Linked DNA regions of Bos taurus: region 1 is linked to region 2. A link is a contact called in public Hi-C data. All regions are on one chromosome and are shown on one strand. Each heading gives the region's core, a stretch centred on a gene start, on an enhancer-like site or on the middle of the called end of the contact. The rest is flanking DNA. Distances are from core to core; before and after follow the strand shown.

Region 1 (4,610 bases), core at 1,046-3,545, 150 kb after region 2:
TGCCTCCATTATTGATCTGATCCTCCTCAATCCTCCTTTTGACAATCCTAAAATGATTGAAATGTGCTCCACAATCCTTAATCCAAAGCATTCTTAATCCATCTCTTCAGATATGTCTACAGAAAGACACATGAAAAGCAAGATAAACATAAGAACTTCCCCAGGTAAGATAACCACAAACACCCCCAACATCCCAGTTCACACAAACCAGAGCAGAATAGACATTTACACAATATCACAGTCTGAAGAGCATGGAGAGTTAACTAAATTTAAACAATCCTGGCTATGACATCACTTAAAATACAATTTATCGACATGAGGGGAATGTAGATGTTAGGAGCAAGGGGTATTACACAAGAATGCAATTCAACACTTTAGCCCATTCTGAACAAAACAGTTGGAATTAAAAAATGAAAAGATTGTACTGAATAAAGGAAAACTGTATACAACATGGGTTCTACAAAAAAGTGTCACCAATCATCTTATGTACGAGAGCGAGATCTGCTATGACGGGGAGAATAGCGTGGTGATCCTCTGCTTCTCCTTGGGGAATAACTTCGACTCCTGCTGTTGCTTCTGCTACGGCTTCTGCTACGACTACGGCTTCGAGATCGAGATCTTCCATAACTTGGACTTCTGGGCCCATCAACTTTAACCCGGATGTAGGCAGTTTCTCCCTATTGAATAGACAGAACTTTCGATTGAAAGATCTAAGCTTTCACCTGTCTTCAGGCATGCTGAATGAATACAACGTATTTAAACCAGAGGCACTTTACTGGGTTTACTTGGACACCCTTGCCCGAATCTTACCTTCAAATTCCACAGTTAAGACCACTGTATCCAATTCTGGCCAATAAAAAGAATAAGTGTATAACCTACCTCATGAGATCTAAACTTAGTGTTATCCAGTTTTCGAACTGCATAGGTCATATCTTCTTTCCGTACAAACTCCACGACACCAGTGCCATCTCGGTAAACATCAGCATAACATACATCACCTGCTTCACGCATGTGATCCTTTAAATCCTGCCAGCTTCCACTTGGAGGCAGTCCTGAAAAAGATTTTTTTCAACAATTATTCTAGTATTTCACATTAAAGTTAAAATTTACATTAGAACCAAGACTACTTTAAAATTAATGATTAGTTTTAACATCCTAGGTTAAAGATTCAAAATTCTAGAATTAAAAGCCGCAAATTATTTGGAAAGTAACTTTCTTCATATTCTAGGCATTGCAATCTAATTCGCCAAATCTCAAATACAGTAATTCCTGGTTACTGAATTCATCCATGCGACTAAAATAATTTAAGACCTAGCATGAAAACTAGCATTTGTCAAACTGGTCATGCAAGTAAAGTTTAAAGTGTGGTATCTGTCCAAAAGTGACATCAACCCGCACGAACGGTCAACTCACCAGAGACAACCACTCTGTTTTCAGAACGCCTGGATGGGGGGCCATAGCGGCCCCGGGGAGCCCCGCCACCTCCACCCCCGCCGCCGCCTCGGCCTGTACCACGGCCGCTTCGAGGAAACTCCACCCGCAGACGATATCCATCGTAATCATAGCCGTCGCGACCGTACACCGCGTCTTCCGCATCCCTGCGTGATTACAGAAAGCCGAAGGGTAAGAAAAAGGACCGGGAGGGGTGGCTAACTCCGTCGGGGAGCTCACAGAGCCCCGCACATGCGCACCGGGGGTGGAAGAGCCCACATGCGCTGCATAATAGCAACGGCCCCTCCCCCACCCAGAAGTACACCAGGCTCCCGACCACTACAGCAGCCCTCAGCGCCTCAGTTTCCCGCTCCGAGCCCGCGAGCCGGCTCTGGAGACGCCCGGGGGACCCAGTCACCAGAGAAACCTCACCGCCTCGGCTCCTCGCTTCACTCGTGCACGGGCGATTCGTCTTGCTCCCAACCTCAGAGCCCACGTCCCCATTCTCTCTAAGGCCTTGGAGCATTCCCCAACTACTCCAACCTATATCCTCAAGGCCGCAAGTCCCTGGCCGCCTCACCGCGGGTCCTCGAACTCAACGAAGGCGAAGGGCGGTCCTCCGCGGCGATTCTTCAGGTCGATGTCGCGGATAGCACCGTATTTGTAGAACACGTCCTCAATGTCCTTGGTTCGGATGTCTGGAGGTAAGTTCCCTACGTAGATGCGGCAGTCGTTGTTCCCTGCCGGGCCACGAATCACACCACCTCCCGACATGGCGGCGACGAAAAGCGCGGACTCGAGAACAGGCCTTCCCACCAAGCCTAGCGAACGGCAGAGCGAGCCCGCCGCGACACCACGTCTCCCGCGGCCCCTCCAAAATGGCGCCTTTATCAGCTCGGCGCACGGATATGGGGGGGAGGGAGGAAGAGAAGCGGGAGGAAGCAGCTATTCGATCTCACTGCGCACGCGCAAGAGCGTAACGGGTGTGCTGCGAAAGGGACGCTGGCACACGCGCGACGTCACCCTCCGCGCGAAGGGAAAAAAGTTCCCGCGTTCCCGTTGTGCCGAGAGCTTTGCAAAGGGACTGACCAGCCATGTGGTAAAGATTTAGGGCAGAGCACTTGTAAAAGAGGGTTATTAATCTTGTCGAGTCCTAAAGAATAATCAATTTTCCCAGGAATAAGTCTCTTAAAGCAAAGGCGCTTTGGAAGGATTTTATGAAACCTAGCCTATAGCTTTATCCCACCATGCTCTGCGGTGTTAACGGCCTTGGGCGGGAAAGACGCCCCCGGGGGCGGAGTCAAAGGGGGAGGGACCGGGCGGTTGCTCCGGAAACGGGGGCGTCTTAGGAGACTGCGCCCAGTTCGGGACTCGGCGTTGTCTGTGATTCTGTGCGGAGGCAAGCCATCATTTTGTGTTTCCGCCCCGTCTCCTGTGAACCTGTGCGCTGCCTAGAGGACTGTGTAATATAGGGGAACCGAGCTTAGATTCCTCAGATTCTACATCAAGTACCGTCCTACCTTCGGTTCAGCACAGAGCTTTGTATATATTTAATAACTACATTCAACATTGCTTGTGTTAGTGGCGGCGATTCCTGCTCTGACCAATCGGTGGTGGTACCACCTGGGACCCAGATCTCTGTTTCTTTTTTTCACCGCCTATTACTAGGCCCAACGCATCGGAAAGGTGCATTGAAGGTTGCAGAATGAATTGTGCCTGTTACTTCTCCATCCCTTTTCAAAGAACGAGAAAAAACACGCGCGCCTGCCTGTGTGTATGCAGAATCTTGAAGTTCCTTCCTTTTTTGAACTCATTAGCAGGCCTCTCAAGTAATATGAATGAGCCCAATGAACTTGTGAGAACTACTGTGGCCGCTGAAGACCACAGTTGCTGCTCTGGACTGATCTGCTAGTGTACTGGTCTAGGGAGATTAGGACTTCCTACATTTTTTCCTATAGAGACATCTATCTGAAATCTGGATTTTTTATGTGAAATGCTGGGACCTTAAATTATTAGTGATGAATTCAAGTTAAAACAACAAATCTGCAGTCAATAAATATGCTAAAACAGATCTGCATCCTAAGTGTAAGGATGATTTTCTTCAGTTGATGTATTTATTTGTAACAGTCCGTCTCCTCAGGGATGTAAGGCAGTTTATAAAGATACTATAAAACATTATTAAAACTAGGTGGAGAAATCTAGGTGCCTTTGAAATTAAAAAAAAAAGATTGTTTAGAAGTCATGTTTTTAGTTCTGTAAGTTGATTGAATATATTTTAGTAAATGTTTCTCAGTAATTCCAAAATACAAATTTAATTTGCTCTTCAGCAGATCCATGGAGGATCTTTGGTAGTCCTTAAAAATTTCTGTGATAGTTGACAAAATTTTGTGTATGTGTGTGTGTACTTTTTTGTCTGTCCTTTAAATCATCCTTCATTGACATATTTTATGTATTGCCTTTTTATTTTTTAAATACTTATCTATTTTTAGTTGGTTGATGATTGGTTTATAATATTGGTTTGATTTCTGTCATACATCAACATGAATTAACCATAGGTGTATACTTGTCTCCTCCCTCTTGAATCTCCCTTCTACCCAGTCCCACCCCTCTAGGTTATTACAGAGTCCTGGTTTGAGTTCCCTGGGTCTTATAGTAAATTCCCATTGGCTCTCAATTTACATATGTTAGTATATATTCATCCATGCTACTGTCTCCATTTATTTCACCCTCTCCCTCATCTCCTCACCCTTGTCCATAAGTTTGTTCTCTATGTCTGCGTCTCCATAGCTGCTCTGCAAACAGATTTATCAGTACCGTCCTTTTAGATTCCATATATATGTGTTAATATACAATATTTGTTTTTCTCTTTCTTAGTTACTTAACTCTGTATAATAGGTTCTAGGTTCATCCACCTCATTAAAACTGACTCAAATGCCTTCACTGACATATTTTTAAACTGGGCTTGTAATTTAGAAAGAGAAGACCCTGGGAATTCCCTGGCAGTCCAGTGGTTAGGACTCCAGCTTCCACTGCAGGGGGCACTGGATTCATCCCTGATTGGGAAATTAAGATCCCAAATGCCAAGGCGTGACCAAGAAAGAGAGCGAGAAGACCCTGATAATTTTTAAAATGAGAAGCTGACCAAAAGGGACACTGTTTCAACAGATGTACTCAATAGT
Region 2 (5,014 bases), core at 821-3,320:
TCCCATGGACAGAGGAGCCTGGTGGGCTTACTGTCCATGAGGCCACAAAGAGTTAGACGCAACTGAGCAAGCACACATTCAGTAAACTTATTTTGTTGTTATAAGTCCTTAAAATATCAAAAACATCAAAACAAACAAAAAAGCCAAAGAAAAGATAAAGGTTCAAAAAACTATTTAAGCTCACAGTGTTATAATTTGGGCATTACAAGTAACAAGAGGATGCAGTAAAATACTCCATTCTCCAATGACCACCACCCAGTTCCGCTGCTGTGTACACAGAAGCACAAATGATTTTAACATATAAACAACCCTGAAAGCATCCTGACCAAGTGAATGGAATGGACCTGAGCAGAAAAGTACTGGAAGAATATTTAATGCCCTAAAGACCTCTGAAAATTTCCAAATACAGCCAGAACATACTTGTTCTCCTACCTCAGAGGTGTGTTGGGCAAGGGGGGCAGCGTGGTTTTCAAGTGAAAGGTGGGCGCCTGGACCTCAATAAACAATATGATGACTTTCTAAGTTTTTTTTCTTATTCAGGAATAGGGGCAAGAATAAGGGATATGTATTCATTTCAATTAGACACAGTCTCTGATCCTAACATTCCAGATGTTAAAAACTGACATCAGTATTTAAGGGAAGGAGATTTGTCCTGTGAATTCCCGGTCAAGTCGACCTCCTTGAGCCTCACAGTTCTCATGACTAAAACGGAGACGAGGATACCTATCTTGCAGGATTAGAGTAAAACCTAAATGAAGTAACGTTTGTTAGGGGCTTAACACAGTGCCAGACACCAAACAGATGCCCAGAAACACGTAGCTATAACTGCAATGGCTGGTCAGCTGCTGGGCACCAGGTTCTAATTCGAACTTCTGCTTCTCTGTCCTGGGGAGGGGCACTGATTTCCTAATCTGGCGAGATAATTTCTATGGAAGTGGCCAGACTGCTGGCTAAACCTTTCCTTCTGAAGTTGCTGCCTCTGGTCCACCGTATGGGCGCCACACTCACGCTCTAATCTGATCCTCGTGGTAAAAGATGTCCTGGGTGGGAGATTTAGCTTTGCCATATCGCAAGCGAGGCCTTCGGAAGACCGGCTCCCGCAGCGGAGGGAAGGCGTTATATACGTCAAACCAAAGGGGTTTCTCCTTCAACACCCCAGCCCGAATCAGGTCTCGCGTCCTGAAGGAAGAGTAAAGAACAAACGTCAGTAAGTGACAACAGCCTGTCTGAGCCCCTGATGCAGTCTGAGACACTGGCAGGGTCGCGGAGTCCAGAAGACAACCGGAAGGAGGGCAGAGCAGGGGGTCCCCTACCTGCTAGATGGTAAAATGTTTCCAAACTCCAAACCAACCAAACAGTGCTCAGGGTTAATCCACCTTCTCATGTGCGTTCCACTCCCCTCGCCTCATCCACGTCCAATCAAGGAAAATGCAAAGACTGTTCTGACCAGACCCAACGGCCCCATCCTCCCTTATTTTTCCCAGAGACCTCCACTTGGAGCCCGGCTGGTAAAGAATCCGCCTGCAATGCAGGAGACCCCGGTTCGATTCCTGGGTCGGGAACATCCCCTGCAGAAGGGACAGGCTACTCATTCCAGTATTCTTGGGCTTCCCTGGTGGTTCCGATGGTAAAGAATCCGCCTGCAATGCGGGAGACCCAGGTTTGATACCTGGGTTGGGAAGATTCCCTGCAGAAGGGGAAAAGGCTACGCAACACACTCCAGTATTCTGGCCTGGAGAATTCCATGGACTGTGTAGTCCAAGGGGTCGCAGAGTCGGACACGACTGAGACTTTCACTTCACTTTCCACTTGGAGAGCGGAAAGGTGCGATCTTGAACGTGCGAGCTAAGAAATTCAAGCGGTGACGCAGCCAAGCACAATTTTTCAGAAGCAGGACAAAGCACGAGAAAAGCCTGGCCAGGATCAGACCCACCCAAAAAAGGGCGTAAAAGGGGGAGACGCGCTCGCGCCCTCGGCACACCCTCGGCTCCGAGCACGCACCGCGTGAAAATGCTCCCCACGGTTTCCAGCCGGCTCCCCGCCATGCCTGGGGCCTTAGATCCCGCGCTGTGCCTGTACCGGAACCGGAAGCGCCCGCGGCAGGCAAAGTGGGCGAAAGTCGCGGGTCGAGCCACCGATCGCAGTGCCCGGGTTGCGGCTCGAACGGGAGGGCGGGGCCAGGCGGAAGCAAAGGATGGCCGAATCGCCGCACCCTCGGCTACTCGCCAGGCTCAGACGGGAGCACTCGATAGCCGAGCCGCCAGGGCGGGAGAGAGCCAAAGCCGGGCAAAAGCAATACATGACCGATCCAGGAGAGGGCTTATTTGTCGCTTTACCCTTTCTGGCCACCTCTGCTCTTGAAGGAGCCAGGGAAGATGATGGGGAGGGAGTAGGGAAACGCAGCCTAGGTCCTGGGGGAGCCAACAAGGCCAGGAATTCGTAAGGCGGAGATCAGAGATCACCAGCTCTAGGCTCAGTCTGCGTCTCATTTTGGTTGGAGTCACATGTGGTGACCCAAGGACGGAAGAGCAGATAACTAAGGAGGGTCTTGGAACGCAGGAACGGAAAAACCAGACCCTAATCGTCCTTCGCTCCCCCATGGTGTAACTATTAATGGAGCAGTATAACCTGTCTCTCCTCCTACCCGGTAGGGAGGAGGCATTTGCCCTACTCTTTCCCCCACCCAGTATAGGAGCCTCATCCAATCAGCAAATGGCCCGCAAGACCCCTAGCGCACTCCTTGTACCCTGGCTATAAAAGTGGACTGAGGACCCCCCATTCAAGGTCGGTTCCCCCTTGAATTGGCCCCCTGTTCTAACAGCATCTCCCACTCTAATAAGCTTTATTCTTTTTTCATTCTGTCTCATGTCTGGAAATTCTTTTCCAACCCGCGCCGGGACCACGATATCACAGTCTACGCAGAGGGAAACCGAGCCCCGAGGAGGGACGTCACCTGACCAGGGTCACTCTGGAGCCCAATCCTCCTTCCTGCGTCTCCTGCCCTTAAGCGCTCCCCACTAAACCCTTTGGCCCTGAAGCGCCACCTGCATCCGCTCGCTGCAGACAGCTGGTGTTTTCTCCCCGGGAGGCGTCGCTAGCTAGCTGCTCCTTGGAGCTTGAAAAGTGAAAGTGTCCGGAACAAACAAATTCCGAGTAGGAAGCTCAAAAATCTGGGGGAAATACACTCTCAGGATAACCTTTTAGCCCAATAATCATACTTTGCGTAAAGGATCCTGTAGAAATTAAAGCACAATTTCACAAGGATATTTGTGCAAGGACTGTCGCTGCAGCCGGAGAAGGCAATGGCAGCCCACTCCAGTACTCTTGCCTGGAAAATCCCATGGACGGAGGAGCCTGGTAGGCTGCAGTCCATGGGGTCGCAAAGAGTCGGACATGACCGAGCGACTTCACTTTCAGTTTTCACTTCCATGCATTGGAGAAGGAAATGGCAACCCACTCCAGTGTTCTTGCTTGGAGAATCCCAGGGACGGAGGAGCCTGGTGGGCTGCGGTCTACAGGGTCGCACAGAGTCGGACACGACTGAAGCGACTTAGCAGCAGCAGTCGCTGCAGCATTGTTTGTAATGCACCCTCCCATCCATCGAATGGGAAATGGCTGGAAAACTATGCTTCATGTAATCTATGGAGTCTTATGCAGCTATTAAAACCAACGAGCTAGATCCACATGTATTGCTGTAGATGATGCCCATGACCTACTGTAAAGTGAAAAGGAACTTGCAGAGAAGCGTCTTTAACCTGTTAAAAGGAGAATGTTTTCCAGTGTTTGTGTTTGTATGCAGATAGAAACTATGTGGAAAGGCACCCATGGGCTGTGAAAGTTGATCATCTCCAGTGAGATTGCAGGAGGGGAAGGGAGATTTTTTTTCTTTATGTATCCTTCAGAGTTTGACCTGTGAAGAGTCTATATTCATGGGTGTTTTTTTTTTTTTTTTAAGACAGAGGTCTTCTGGGGAGGTGGGGGGCGGCTGTGCTGGGTCTTCATTGGTGTGTGGGCTTTTCTCTGGTTGCAGCTGAGTAGGGGCTACTCAGTGGGCTTCTCGTTCTGCGGCATCTCTTGCTGTGGAACACAGGCTCTAGGGCGTTCAGGCTTCAGTCGTTGCAGCTCCTGGGCTCCAGAGCACAGGCTCAGCAGTCGTGGCACACGGGCTTAGTTCCTCCCACGCGTGTGGGATCTTCCCAGGCCAGGGATCAAACCCGTTTCCCCTGCATTGGCAGTGGATTCTTCACCACTGAGCCGCCAAGCGAAGCCCCTGTGTTCATTTCTGAACTTCTGAATCTAAGGGAAAATCTCTTGGAAGAGGGCAGCAGAGGATGAGATGGTTGGATAGCATCACCTATTCAGTAAGCATGAACTTGGGCAAACTCCGGGAGATAGGGACAGGGAGGACTGGCGCGCTGCAGTCCACGGGGTCGCAAAGAGTCAGACATGACTTAGTCAACTGAACAACGACAAATCCAAGGAAATGTTTTGAATCACGTACATACAAGCTATCTCTCAGGAGTCCATTATCTTTGTCAGCAAGAAAGAGTGTCAAGCTGTCCCAGAGTCCTCTTCTGGGAGGCTGGTGAGGTGGAGGAGGGGATTGTCTCATAAGCTGTTACTATGTCTTTGTGTTATCTCACTGAATCCACACACCTATCCACAAGCGGCTGTTGTTATCCTCATTATAGATGAGAATGTGAGGCCACAGGGGGTTAAGTAACTTGTCTGATAAGTTAACAGTCAGAGCTAGGCCTCCAGCCTCGCCTGGGCACTTTCTGGGACTCAACAGTGCCCCTTACTGGTGCCTCTGGCTGGAGACTGGTGGGCTGAGAAAGACAGGCAAAATAGGCCCCAGGGGCTGGGGACAGGCTGATCTGAGGCCAGGGGCTGACAGCAGGGTTTCCTGGCTGCCTCGGGACCCTCTGGAACAGGGAAGAGAGAGCGTAGGTCTGGCCGCTGGGTCGAGCGTGAAGTCCTAGGCAGGTCTGTAAGACCTTGCTCCAGGAAGCGC

The links. A called contact is a pair of places that touch in the nucleus more often than the background predicts.
Region 1: a Hi-C map of skin fibroblasts shows a contact between it and region 2, with 5 times the contacts expected there. The contact joins the promoter of SRSF1 here to the promoter of MRPS23 in region 2. A contact is called at or near these places in 7 of 11 Hi-C or Micro-C datasets (blastocyst, blood, liver and 3 more).

What each region holds. Positions count from the first base shown.
Region 1 is chr19:8,807,513-8,812,122 of ARS-UCD2.0, forward strand. SRSF1 (serine and arginine rich splicing factor 1) reads right to left here and starts at 2,296. Exons shown (of 4, transcript NM_001076394.1): 1 at 2,012-2,296; 2 at 1,414-1,598; 3 at 880-1,052; 4 at 1-677. The coding sequence starts at 2,205. The coding sequence ends at 483.
Region 2 is chr19:8,658,088-8,663,101 of ARS-UCD2.0, forward strand. It overlaps MRPS23 (mitochondrial ribosomal protein S23), which reads right to left and starts at 2,071. Exons shown (of 5, transcript NM_001046192.2): 1 at 2,002-2,071; 2 at 1,009-1,179. The coding sequence starts at 2,045.